Linked DNA regions of Sus scrofa: all the other regions are linked to region 2. The links are chromatin contacts, called in public Hi-C and promoter capture Hi-C maps. All regions are on one chromosome and are shown on one strand. Each heading gives the region's core, a stretch centred on a gene start, on an enhancer-like site or on the middle of the called end of the contact. The rest is flanking DNA. Distances are from core to core; before and after follow the strand shown. Region 1 overlaps IFT81 (intraflagellar transport protein 81 homolog). Region 2 holds the start of ANAPC7 (anaphase-promoting complex subunit 7). Region 3 holds the start of P2RX7 (P2X purinoceptor 7).

Region 1 (3,621 bases), core at 668-3,167, 280 kb before region 2:
TACTGCTGAGCCACGATGGGAATCCATGGCTTAGCATTTTTCTTAATCAGCTCTGTCTTAGAAGTAACGTTAGTTTAACTATAGGACTTGGTATTTTGCAGCAGTTTTCATATGATGGGACATAGCAGGTTCGAATCCAAATGTTGCTCTTATTTGTGAAAGAAATTAAGCTCCTCCCCTGTTTCAACATCTGCATAAGTTCCCAGCAATTCCTTGTGGAGCTAGAATAGTTTAGATCACCAGTGGTACTCCAAGGGGACTATCAAGTGACACACCTGGTCCTAGCTCCAGATTCTGATACCCACTCTCAACCACCCAGATTATCACTGTTTTTGATGGTCATTTTATTTGTGTGTGTGTGCAATGTCTTTAACAGACCCCCAGATCGGTTAAGGTGCTGTAACAGAAAGGCACAACTCAAATTAGCTTAAACACTTAAACATTAAGGAAAACCTTACTTCATATAACAAGTCAACTCCAAAGTGGCACATGCAGCAACTCAACAGCATCAGCAGACTTATCCTGCCCCAAATGTCAATAGTGCTGAGGTTGGAGTTCCCGTCGTAGCTCAGTGGTTAACGAATCCGTCTAGGAACCATGAGGTTTCGGGTTCTATCCCTGGCCTTGCTCAGTGGGTTGGGGATCTGGCGTTGTTGTGAGCTGTGATGTAGGTCGCAGACCTATACAATGCAGCTTGGATCCTGCATTGCTGTGGCTCTGGTGTAGGCCAGCAGCTACAGCTCCAATTAGCCCCCTAGCCTGGGAACCTCCATATGCCGTGGGAGCAGCCCAAGAAATGGCAAAAAGACTATATATATATAGTGCTGAGGTTGAGAAACCCTGGATTAGATGGATCAGGCAGCGGGGCTGGCATTGGCTTCAATGAAGCACATGCAATGAGGATGAGGCAGAGGACACCACACACAACTGGGGTTTGGAGAGTCTGAAAGAGGAAAGGAGGACTGGCTTTGGGGAAGAGAATCCACAGTCTCTGTTATAAGCCCTTGATGCTGTTAATTTAGCTCCCACTTGGATATATCAGAATCAACACTTGGTCCCTTACCCTCACCTTGCTTATAGTCCAGATGTTTAAACCAGACTTGCATGATTTCCTTTTTTCTATTATCTCTTTTTAAAAATTGTAACAAAATATTGATAAGAATAAAGTCACAATGACTCACGATCCATCAAGACAGCTACCACTAACTTGTTTGTTTATTTCCTTCTAAACTAGATCCTGATTTCTAATTATGGAAATGCATGTAAAGTATCTCCTCATTCATTCATTCAACAGCAATGGAGCTGAGTGCGTGCGTGCGTGCGTGTGTGCGTGTGTGCGTGCGTGTGTGTCTGTGTGTCTGTGTGTGTCTGTGTATCTGTGGTTTATATTCTCACTGTATTAGGAGTTCCCAGAAGAACAATTTGATTGTTGAAACTGGAATAGTCAAAAACAGTGATAATCTTGGTGGTTAAGGGTGGGTATCAGAATCTGGAGCTGGGGACAGGGGTATCATTTGATAGTCTGCTTGGAGTACCACTGCTGGTCTAAACTATTCTAGTTCCACAATCAGAATGGTTGAATAGGAGAGGCTTGACCTGGGTCTTTTTATTTTATTTTTATTTTATTGAAGTAGAGTTGAATTATAATGTTATGTTAGTTTCAGGCATACAGCAAAGTGGTTCAGTTATATATTGACCTGGGTGTCTTGAATGAGAAAAGAAGGTATGAGGGTGGCCTTCCAATAAGAGGGTAGGAATGTGGGGGGTGGGAGTAGAGAAGACAACGGGTGCATATTGTAAGGTGGTGAAGAAGATTCTAGGTGTAACAGGTATCTGGGTTTTTTGGCCTGTCCAGAATTCATCCCCCTTCTAATAACTACATCCAGTTCTCTTCTGGGGAGTCACTCCTTCTCCGTTATCAACCCTCAACCCTTACCCCCACCCTTTCATCTGGAGGTGGTCACATGACCGAAACTGACCACTCAAAACACCACATCCCTCTGGCCAGTGATTGGCTCACGGGTGGGCACATAACTAGATCAGACCAATCAGGATCAGTGAGACTCAACTATATTTATTGGGAACGTCTGGAAAGAAAAGCTCCTTTTCCATTAGATTTGAAACTAATAGCTTAAAATATTTCAAGGAAAATGAGCCCTTTTGCTTAAAGGATGCCAGCGTGGCTTTGCTGCCCACCACATCACCAGTGCCTTTTCCATCTCCTTGCCTTAAGTTGAATGCCACTCTGGGTAACACTTCCCTGATGACATGGTAGCGGTGGAGCGCACCACTCAGAACTCCTTCAATAGAGTCTGCTTCGATAAGCCTGGCTGCCTGACAGCCTCACTCCCACTCCTCTGGGTCCACCAAGTTCATGCTGAGGTCATACCTCCCGGGCTGCTCGCAGCCAATGACAGAGCACAGTGGGAGTACTAGTGTAGCATCCCTGCTTCCCAACCTAGAATTCCTCTTATAGCTGACTGTGGCTGGGGAATCCCCTTCAGCATAGCCAAAACTCTTAGAACTGTGCCACTGTCCAAGGCTCTTCCTATCACATCCTTCCTTCCCCCTCTCCTTCCAAGGTATCAGACCAGCAGCACAGTCTGAACAGTCTCCTGCCTACCCCCACTCCCTTCCTCTTTATCCTCCAAAGGCATAAATAAGTAAATCCTAAGTAAATCTCTTGCAAGTGGATGCCCATCTTGGCATCTGCTTCTCGGAGGATCCGTACTAGCACAGTTGACTTCCATCTTGTGAAATGAGCTAATGAGGTCTTAGCCATCCAAACCTACAGGCATCTGTTGCCTAGGAAATGGGGTTTTACACTGTAATGGTTAGGCCCATGGGCTTTGGAATCAGAATGACCAGGGTATGAGCCCTACTTGCCAGTGGTATGATCTTAAGGAATTTTTATAACCTGCCCTGAGTCTCTACTTCCTCATCTATTGAAAAAGTGATGCTCAACCAGAAGTGATATTTGTCCCCCAGGGACATTTGGCAATGTCTAGAGACAGTTTTTGGTTGTCACAACTGAGGAACTAAAGGGAGAGGAGTTATTGCTATTGATGCCTAGCGGGTAGAGGCCAGGAATATTGCTAAATATCCCTCAGTACACAGAGCAGCCCCTCCCAACACACACACACACACACACACACACACACACACCCCAGAACAAAGAATGATCCAACCCAAAATGTCCATAGCACTGAGGTTGGAAAACCCCAGTTCAAAAAGCTGTTGTTAAGATCCAATAGGATCACTTGTACAATAGCTGTCATTTCTGCTCCCCTTCCTCCTTGTAAACTCCACACTGGCAAGGACTGGATAACTCTGAATTAATATTCAGTGTCACTAATGACTAGACCATAGAAGGTACTAAATAACTTATTATGAATTGAAATATTTATCAATAAGTGCAAATCAACAAATGGTAACTCTTATTATTATTATTATGACTGTTACCATCGTCATCATCACTGTCTTTCCAGACCCTGGCTCAGTGCACAGGACATAACTGGTCTTCAATATTTGTTGAATGAAGGAATGAATGAGAAATGAAGGGGTAGTTACTCATTAACCACTAATTTATGTGCCTTGGAGAAATATTGGAAACTCTTGGGA
Region 2 (3,543 bases), core at 744-3,243:
CAAAAACAAAACAGGAGTTCCCATTGTGGCTCAGTGGTTAATGAATCCGACTAAGAACCATGAGGTTGCGGGTTCGATCCCTGGCCTCTCTCAGTGGGTTCAGGATTTGGCATTGCTGTGAGCTGTGGTATAGGTTGCAGACGCAGCTCAGATCTGGCATTGCTGTGGCTGTGGCGTAGGCCAGTGGCTGAGCTCCGATTAGACCCCTGGCCTGGGAACCTCCATATGCCATGAGTGCAGCCTTAGAAAAAGACAAAAAGACAAAAAACAAACAAAACAAAACAAAAAACCAGTAACACAAAAAAGTGATGCAGACTATAGATCTTAAATGTTCTTATCACAGAGTTTCCTCATGGCACAGCAGGTCAAGGATGCGGTGTTGTCACTGCGGCAGCTAGTGTCACTGCTGTGGTGCAGGTTCAATCTTTGTCCCAGTAACCTGACATGCCATGGGCGCTGCCAAAAAAACAGAGTTCTCATCCCAAGAAAAAAATATTCAGAGTTCCCATTGTGGTCCAGCAGGTTAAGAACCTGACTAATGTCCATGAGGATGTGGGTTCTATCCTTGGCCTTGCTCAGTGGGTTATGTATCCTGCGTTGCTGTGGCTGTGGTGTAGGCTGGCAGCTGCAGCTCTCATTCTACCCCTAGCCTGGGAATTTCCCTATGCCACAGGTGCAGCCCTAAAAAAGCAAAATAAGATAAAAATCTGTAACTATGTGCAGTAATAGATACACTAAACACACAAATATCCAATCATTATGTTCCACATGAGACTAATATGTCAATTACACCTCAGTTTGGGGGAAAAAAAAGACGCAAAATGTTAAACAGAGCAAAGGAATAAAATAGTGAGAATAAGGGACAATTCTAATGGCCAGAGAAGAGTTCTCTAAGAGATGTATCTGAACTGAAACCTACATGAGGAGGCAGCTCTGAGGTAAGGATTCCAAGCAGAACAGGAAATGCAAAAGTCCTGAGTTGAGAACCAGCTTGGTCTGTTCAAGTAACAGAAAGAATAGACAGGGAAGCTGAAGTACAGAGGGCAGAGTAGGTGAGATAGAGCAGGAGAGCTATATATTTGACCTCCTAGGCCGTGGGAAGGAATGTTAATTTAAGCACTTTGGAGAAATTTAAGCAGAGGAACGATATGCACTCAAAGCTGGAAACAGCCCTGTGCTGTACCTGTAATAAAACTCTAAAAATGGCAGCTTTGCAAACAGAAAGAGGCACTGCTTAAAAAGGCGCCACTCCCACTTACCAAGAAAGTCTCCCATTTTCGGGGGCGATTAAGAGAACCTTGCTGATATACCCAAAAGGAAAGATCAATCTCAGATGTGGGACGAAAGTCTAAAACTAGAACTGGGCTTCTTTGAGCCTTGGCGAGCGAAGAAATGTCCTTCGAAAAGGGGTAGGGAAGGGAGGAGTTAGCCCAACGATGTGACAGGCGCAATGCCCGGCGACAGGTGCCTCAGAAAACCTCTGCTCCTAACTTTCGGGGAACGCTCGCCAGGGTCGTCCTCAGAGCCTCCGCCTCCCATATCTAGAAAGCGCCGCTCGCCGAATCCCCCACAGGGAGCTCATCCCAGTGCCTGGTCTACCGCTGGGACCTAGTAAACTCAACTAGCGTTCCTAAGTCGGCTCTGCCCAGCGAGACCCTCGCTGACCCCGGAACGTCAGCTGAAGCCCGCAGCCGCTTCTTCCCGCCAGTCTCCGGACCCCTCAGCCCCCGCTCCCAAACCCGCACCGCTTTCTCCTCAGCCCCAGGCCGCTCCCCGCCTCAACTCACGGGTTGTTATTACTCATTGTGAGTAACAAGCTGCTAAGGAGCCGCACATTGGAGTGCAGCCCCGCGGCCGCCATGTCTCGCACGTGGTCTATCACATTCATTCCGCCCAGCCAGGCCGCGGGGAGCGGCGGCACCAGCGCTTAAAGCCGGTAGACGCTCCTTAGAGAAGACTCCAAAATGGCGGCCCCGCCGGGGTCCATCGGATCCAAACGAGGCACCGCCCCCAAGATAATAGGCAGCTACTGAAATGCCTGAAAAAAAGCAAACAAACAAACCTCAATTCCTTCCCCGCCATGCCTCGTGTGAAGCGGTACAATTTGGTTTTTGGGGTTTTTGTTTTTAGTAAGAGTTACACCAGCCTTCTGAACTGCAGTCTTTATTGAGGGTTTACAGTTGGCTGCAGACAAAAGACACCTCAGAATGTATACATGCTCAATTGAAATGCGTCTGAGAGGAATTTGTGTTTCATAAATTAATAAAAAGTGTTTAACATCATAAAAGTTATTTGTAGGTGGGGGAGGAATTCCTAACAGCTGGAATTAAATATTTCAATCAGGCGCCAGGGGCAGCACTGGCTGCCACAGGAGCTCTAGGCAAAAAGTGCCACGCCCCCCCTCAGGTGTTATGGGCACCTGCAGGCGGCTTTACTTTTTTGATTGAAGTATAATTGATTTATAATTTCCGTTAATTTCTTCTGTACGGCAAAGTGATTCAGTTGTACTTACATACATTCTTTTGATTCAGTTGTACTTACATACATTCTTTTTCATATTTTCCATTATGGTTTATCACAGGATATTGACTGCAGTTCCCCGTGCTCTGCAGTTCCCTGTGCTTGTTAATCTATCCTACATATAAGAGTTTGCATCTGCTAACCCCAAACCTCCAATACTTCCCTCCCTCACTCCCCTCCCCCTTGGCAACCACAAGTCTGTTGTCTATGTCTGAGTCTGTTTCATATATATGTTCATTTGTGTTGTATTTTAGATTCCACATATAAGTGATATCACATGATGTTGACTTTCTTCTTCTGACTGACTTTTCCTTAATAATCGCTAGGTCCATCATGTTGCTGCAAATGGCATTATTTCATTATTTTTTATGGTTGGGTAGTAGTCCGTTTTATGTATGTATACATACCATATCTTCTTTATCCATTCATCTGTTGATGGACATTTAGATTGTTTCCATCCATGTCTTGTGAATAGTGCTGCTATGAACATAGTGGTAATTGTATCTTTTTGCACTGTAGTTTTATCTGGATATATGCCCAAGAGTGGGATTGCTGGATCATAAGGCAATTCTATTGTTAGTTTTTTGACGAATCTCCATACTTCATTTTCCATAGTGGCTGCACCTATTTACACTCCCACCAACAGTGTAGAAGAGTTCCTTTTTCTCCAGCATTTGTCGCAGCATATGGAGTATCCCAGGCCAGGGATTGAATCTAAGCCTCCATAGCAACCTGAGCCATTGCAGTTAGAGTCTTTTGTTTGTTTGTTTAACGTTTTTTGGCTGAACCCAAGGTAAGTGAAAGTTCCTGGGCCAAGGACAGAATCCAAGCCACATCAGCAGCCTGTGCCACAGCTGCAGCAATGCCGGATCCTTAACCCACTGCCTGGGGCTAAGGATTAAACCCGAAACACCACAGAGACAAGCCAGATCATTAACCCACTGCACCACAGCAGGATATCCTGCAGTGAGATTGTTAACCCATTGCACCATAGTGAGAACTCCCATAGACCTTTTTTTTTTC
Region 3 (3,412 bases), core at 585-3,084, 310 kb before region 2:
TCTATAAAATAGGTTTCTTTAACCTTGAGCTAGTGAAGTACACTGTCTCTCTGAATAGATGCAAGTTATCATCATCATCACCACCACAAAGAGCCAGGGAGCAGTTGCCATGAGAGAAATATGAATCAAAACCACAATGAAATACTCACTCACTGGGGCCTGTAATCCAAAAGACAGACGCTAACAAGTGATGATGAGGATGTGGAGAAATTGGAACATACATTGCTGGTGGGAATATGAGATGGTGCAGCCACTGTGAAAAACAGTTGAATGGTTCCTCAAAAGACTGAGGAGAGTTTGCCAAGTTATCCAACGGTTCCATTCAGATGTACATACCCAAGAAAACTGAAGACATGTTCGAAAAACAATGTGTGCACAGATGTTCACAGCAGCATCATTCATCATAGTCAAAAATTAGAAACAACCCAAACTTCCACTCAAAAGTCGTATATCCATACAATGGAATATTACTCAGCCATTAAAAGGAATGCAATAGAGATACATGTTCTAACATGGCTGAACCTTGAAAACAGTTGCAAAAGGATGATATATTGTGTGATTCCATTTGTATGAATTATCCAAAATAGGTAAATCCATAGAGCCAGAAAACAGATCAGTGGGTACCTGGAGCTGCAGGGGAATAGGAGGATTGAGAGTGATGGTTAAGGGATGTAGGGTTTTGTTTTGTTCTGGTTATGAGGTAATGAAAATATGGCCTTTTTTTTTTTTTTAGAGCCACACCCACAGCATATGGAGGGTCCCAGGCTAGGGGTCGAATCAGAGCTGTAGCTGCCGGCCTACACCACAGCCACAGCAATGTGGGATCCGAGCCACATCTGCAACCTACACCACAGCTCATGTCAACGCCAGATCCTTACCCACTGAGCAAGGCCAGGGATCGAACTTGCGTCCTCATGTATGCTAGTCAGAGTCTTTTCCACTAAGCCATGACAGGAGCTGTGAAAATATTCTAAAATTAATTGTGGATGGTTGCACAACTCTTTGAATATGCTAAAAACTGCTGAATTGTATCCTTTAAATGGGTGCATTGTATGGTATGTGAATTGTATCTCAATAAGCTGGTTTTTTTTCAAAAAAAAAAGGAGCAAGAAGGGTCTTCTTGACACCAAGGAGGACCTGAAGTTGCTTTTACAGGTCTAGTCCTATTCCTCCCCAAGAGCAGGGATGACTCAGATTGATGCCGGCATTATCATCAGGCGTGTCCCAAATCCTTTACTCCTTCCCAGGAATCCAGGGTGTTGCCCTGCATTTCCCCACCTTCTCCAGGCATGCCCTGCCCAGCTTGCCCCAGCAGGCCTGGGTTAGAACCCATGGTGTCACACTCCCTTCCTGTGGCTTCTCCCTGCAGCAGACTGGCCCTGCTTCCTCTCCCGACTCCCCACCTCCACCCCCAGCTTGCAGATTTTAAAACCACAGAGGATTCAGAATGTGCATCAGGAGCTGCACCTTGAGGTTTTCTGGGCTGCTTTCAGCCACTGCAGAGATTCAGGGCCCTCCTCACGCCCCACTTACCTAACATAGGAAAAGACCAATACGTGGAAGAACCACTTAATGGTGCCGTAATTCATGCTCTGGATCCGGGTGACTTTGTTTGTCTCATACTGGAAAACGTCGTTCCAGCTGCACCAGGCTGGCATGGTGAGAGGCTGGCTCTCCACTCGGGGCTGGACCACGGCTCAGCCCTTCCTGACCGGCCACAGCAGACCCACCAGTAAGAGGAAATTGAAATGTTCTGATTCTTAGCAGGACCTTTAAAGTTTGAGTTCCTCCAATGATGGCAGAGTGGGGGCGGGCCCTGGCCACTGCCCCAGATGTGGCTGGGAGTAAACAGGAAAAGCCAAGTCCTACAGGCCTGGCTGACAGATGACCCCGCCCCAGCGGCCTCCCCCAGATGCCTGCACAAAGATGGTGTTCAAAGGAAGGGCATTTTAAGAATTCTGCTTTATCCCCTTTCTCCTTTCACACTTTTTTGGACTCATTTCCATTGGGGTAAAGAGGCAGCCCTTCAAATGTCAGGAGCCCCAGTGCTGCCATTGTGCCTTAGTAAGGAGCCTAGATCTTTCTGTTGCTTCCAGCCCCACTCAGAAGCTGATTGATTCATTTCCACAACCCTTTATTCAGCCCCAGCTGTCCGTGAACACTGGATGATTCAACGTCCCTCTCCTCCCTCCCTCCCTTCCTCATAACACTCTGGTCTGCAGACAGTGGGGGCTGGGGTGGGGAGAGGACTTTATTTCCTTGCTGGATATTTTTGGCCTGACCCTCTAGATCTACTCTTTGGCCAGCTCTATGCCCTGGCAGATCAACCCATGACCTAGCCCAATCAGCTTAAGACCACCAGACACAAAACTGCCATCCAACAAAATCAGGTTTATTGACCCATTCAATGAGGAAGAATACAGGAGTTCCCATTGTTGCTCAGTGGGTTAAGAACCCCACTAGCTTCCATGAGGATGTGTGTTCAACCCCTGGCCTTGCTCAGTGGGTTAAGGGTCTGGCGTTGCCAAGAGCTGCAGCATAGGTTGAAGATGCAACTCAGATCCTGTGTTGCTGTGACTGTGGCTTAGGCTGGCAGCTGCAGCTCCAATTTGACTCCTAGCCTGGAAACCTCCATATGCCACAAGTGCGGCCCTTAAAAAAAAGAAAAAGAAAAAAAAAAAAGATGAGGGAGAGCACATCACCAAACAAAGGGACAGAGTTATCAGAGTCATCGATTCTGGGGAAGGTGGAGTTGAGATTAAATTGAAACGAAAGCGAGTTTTCACAGGCTCACAGCAAAGCAGGTTTAAATAAAATGGTCAGCTTCAGATCTGTATTGCAAAGTGGACCCAGGGAGGCAGTAAAGCTTTGATTGTTGTGTCCAGAAAGCTTTTACCTAAAGCTCCTCCTCACCTGAGCTGCAAATCGAGCTGTGTCTCAGTCTCAGGGTGACTTAGACCCTCCAGACAAAAGAATATTTCATTCTTACTGATGCAGTTTCAAATAGCAAAGTTTCTGAGATCTATGATTTTAGTGGATGACATTTCTCCATGAGTAGGAAAGCAGCAGTCCGTCACTCAAAGATGCAGGGTATTATCACCCTATAGCTACACTCGGAAATACTGTTTTTTTGTTCCCTTTGCAGTGGACTTTATCCATATCTGCTCTTCCTGCCTGCTAGTTAGTCGGACTGACTTTTACTTTTCTAGTCTGAGCTAATTTTTACTTTTTCACCCATTAGAGCTATTCAGGGTGTTGGATGGGGGGCTCCCCTACCTCCCTGCTCCCAGTTCAGGATACAGAGAGCAGGAGGACAGTGAGGTTGGATGTGAATTTTCCTGGCTGCTCTCCAACTGCCCATGGCAGGGCCTCTGGGCACCCCTCCCTCCTTGCCCCTTCAGGCTGGATTTGG

The links. Promoter capture Hi-C pulls out the DNA fragments that hold promoters and counts their contacts. Hi-C and Micro-C count contacts between places; a contact is called where the count stands out from the background.
Region 1: a contact with region 2 is called in a Hi-C map of omental adipose tissue, with 2.2 times the contacts expected there. The contact joins the enhancer-like site here to the promoter of ANAPC7 in region 2. A contact is called at or near these places in 2 of 5 promoter capture datasets (fetal liver and liver), 5 of 47 Hi-C or Micro-C datasets (alveolar macrophages, embryonic fibroblasts, heart right ventricle and 2 more) and 2 of 2 datasets of contacts at active chromatin or transcription factors (alveolar macrophages and skeletal muscle).
Region 3: a promoter capture Hi-C map of fetal skeletal muscle shows a contact between it and region 2, with 5 times the contacts expected there. The contact joins the promoter of P2RX7 here to the promoter of ANAPC7 in region 2. A contact is called at or near these places in 1 of 5 promoter capture datasets (fetal skeletal muscle), 1 of 47 Hi-C or Micro-C datasets (embryonic fibroblasts) and 2 of 2 datasets of contacts at active chromatin or transcription factors (alveolar macrophages and skeletal muscle).

What each region holds. Positions count from the first base shown.
Region 1 is chr14:31,504,429-31,508,049 of Sscrofa11.1, forward strand. All of the region lies in intron 2 of IFT81 (intraflagellar transport protein 81 homolog), which reads left to right. Among named protein-coding and RNA genes, the nearest start is that of P2RX7, 30 kb to the left of the region's middle. Within about 2 kb of position 1,918, at least 8 of the 83 cell types and tissues checked have an H3K27ac peak or open chromatin away from gene starts, as enhancers often do. A contact at or near this core is called in omental adipose tissue, where this site is marked.
Region 2 is chr14:31,787,757-31,791,299 of Sscrofa11.1, forward strand. ANAPC7 (anaphase-promoting complex subunit 7) reads right to left here and starts at 1,994. Exons shown (of 14, transcript XM_021072834.1): 1 at 1,788-1,994. The coding sequence starts at 1,888.
Region 3 is chr14:31,474,668-31,478,079 of Sscrofa11.1, forward strand. P2RX7 (P2X purinoceptor 7) reads right to left here and starts at 1,835. Exons shown (of 13, transcript XM_001926804.5): 1 at 1,534-1,835. The coding sequence starts at 1,658. The region is part of intron 2 of IFT81 (intraflagellar transport protein 81 homolog); the gene reads left to right.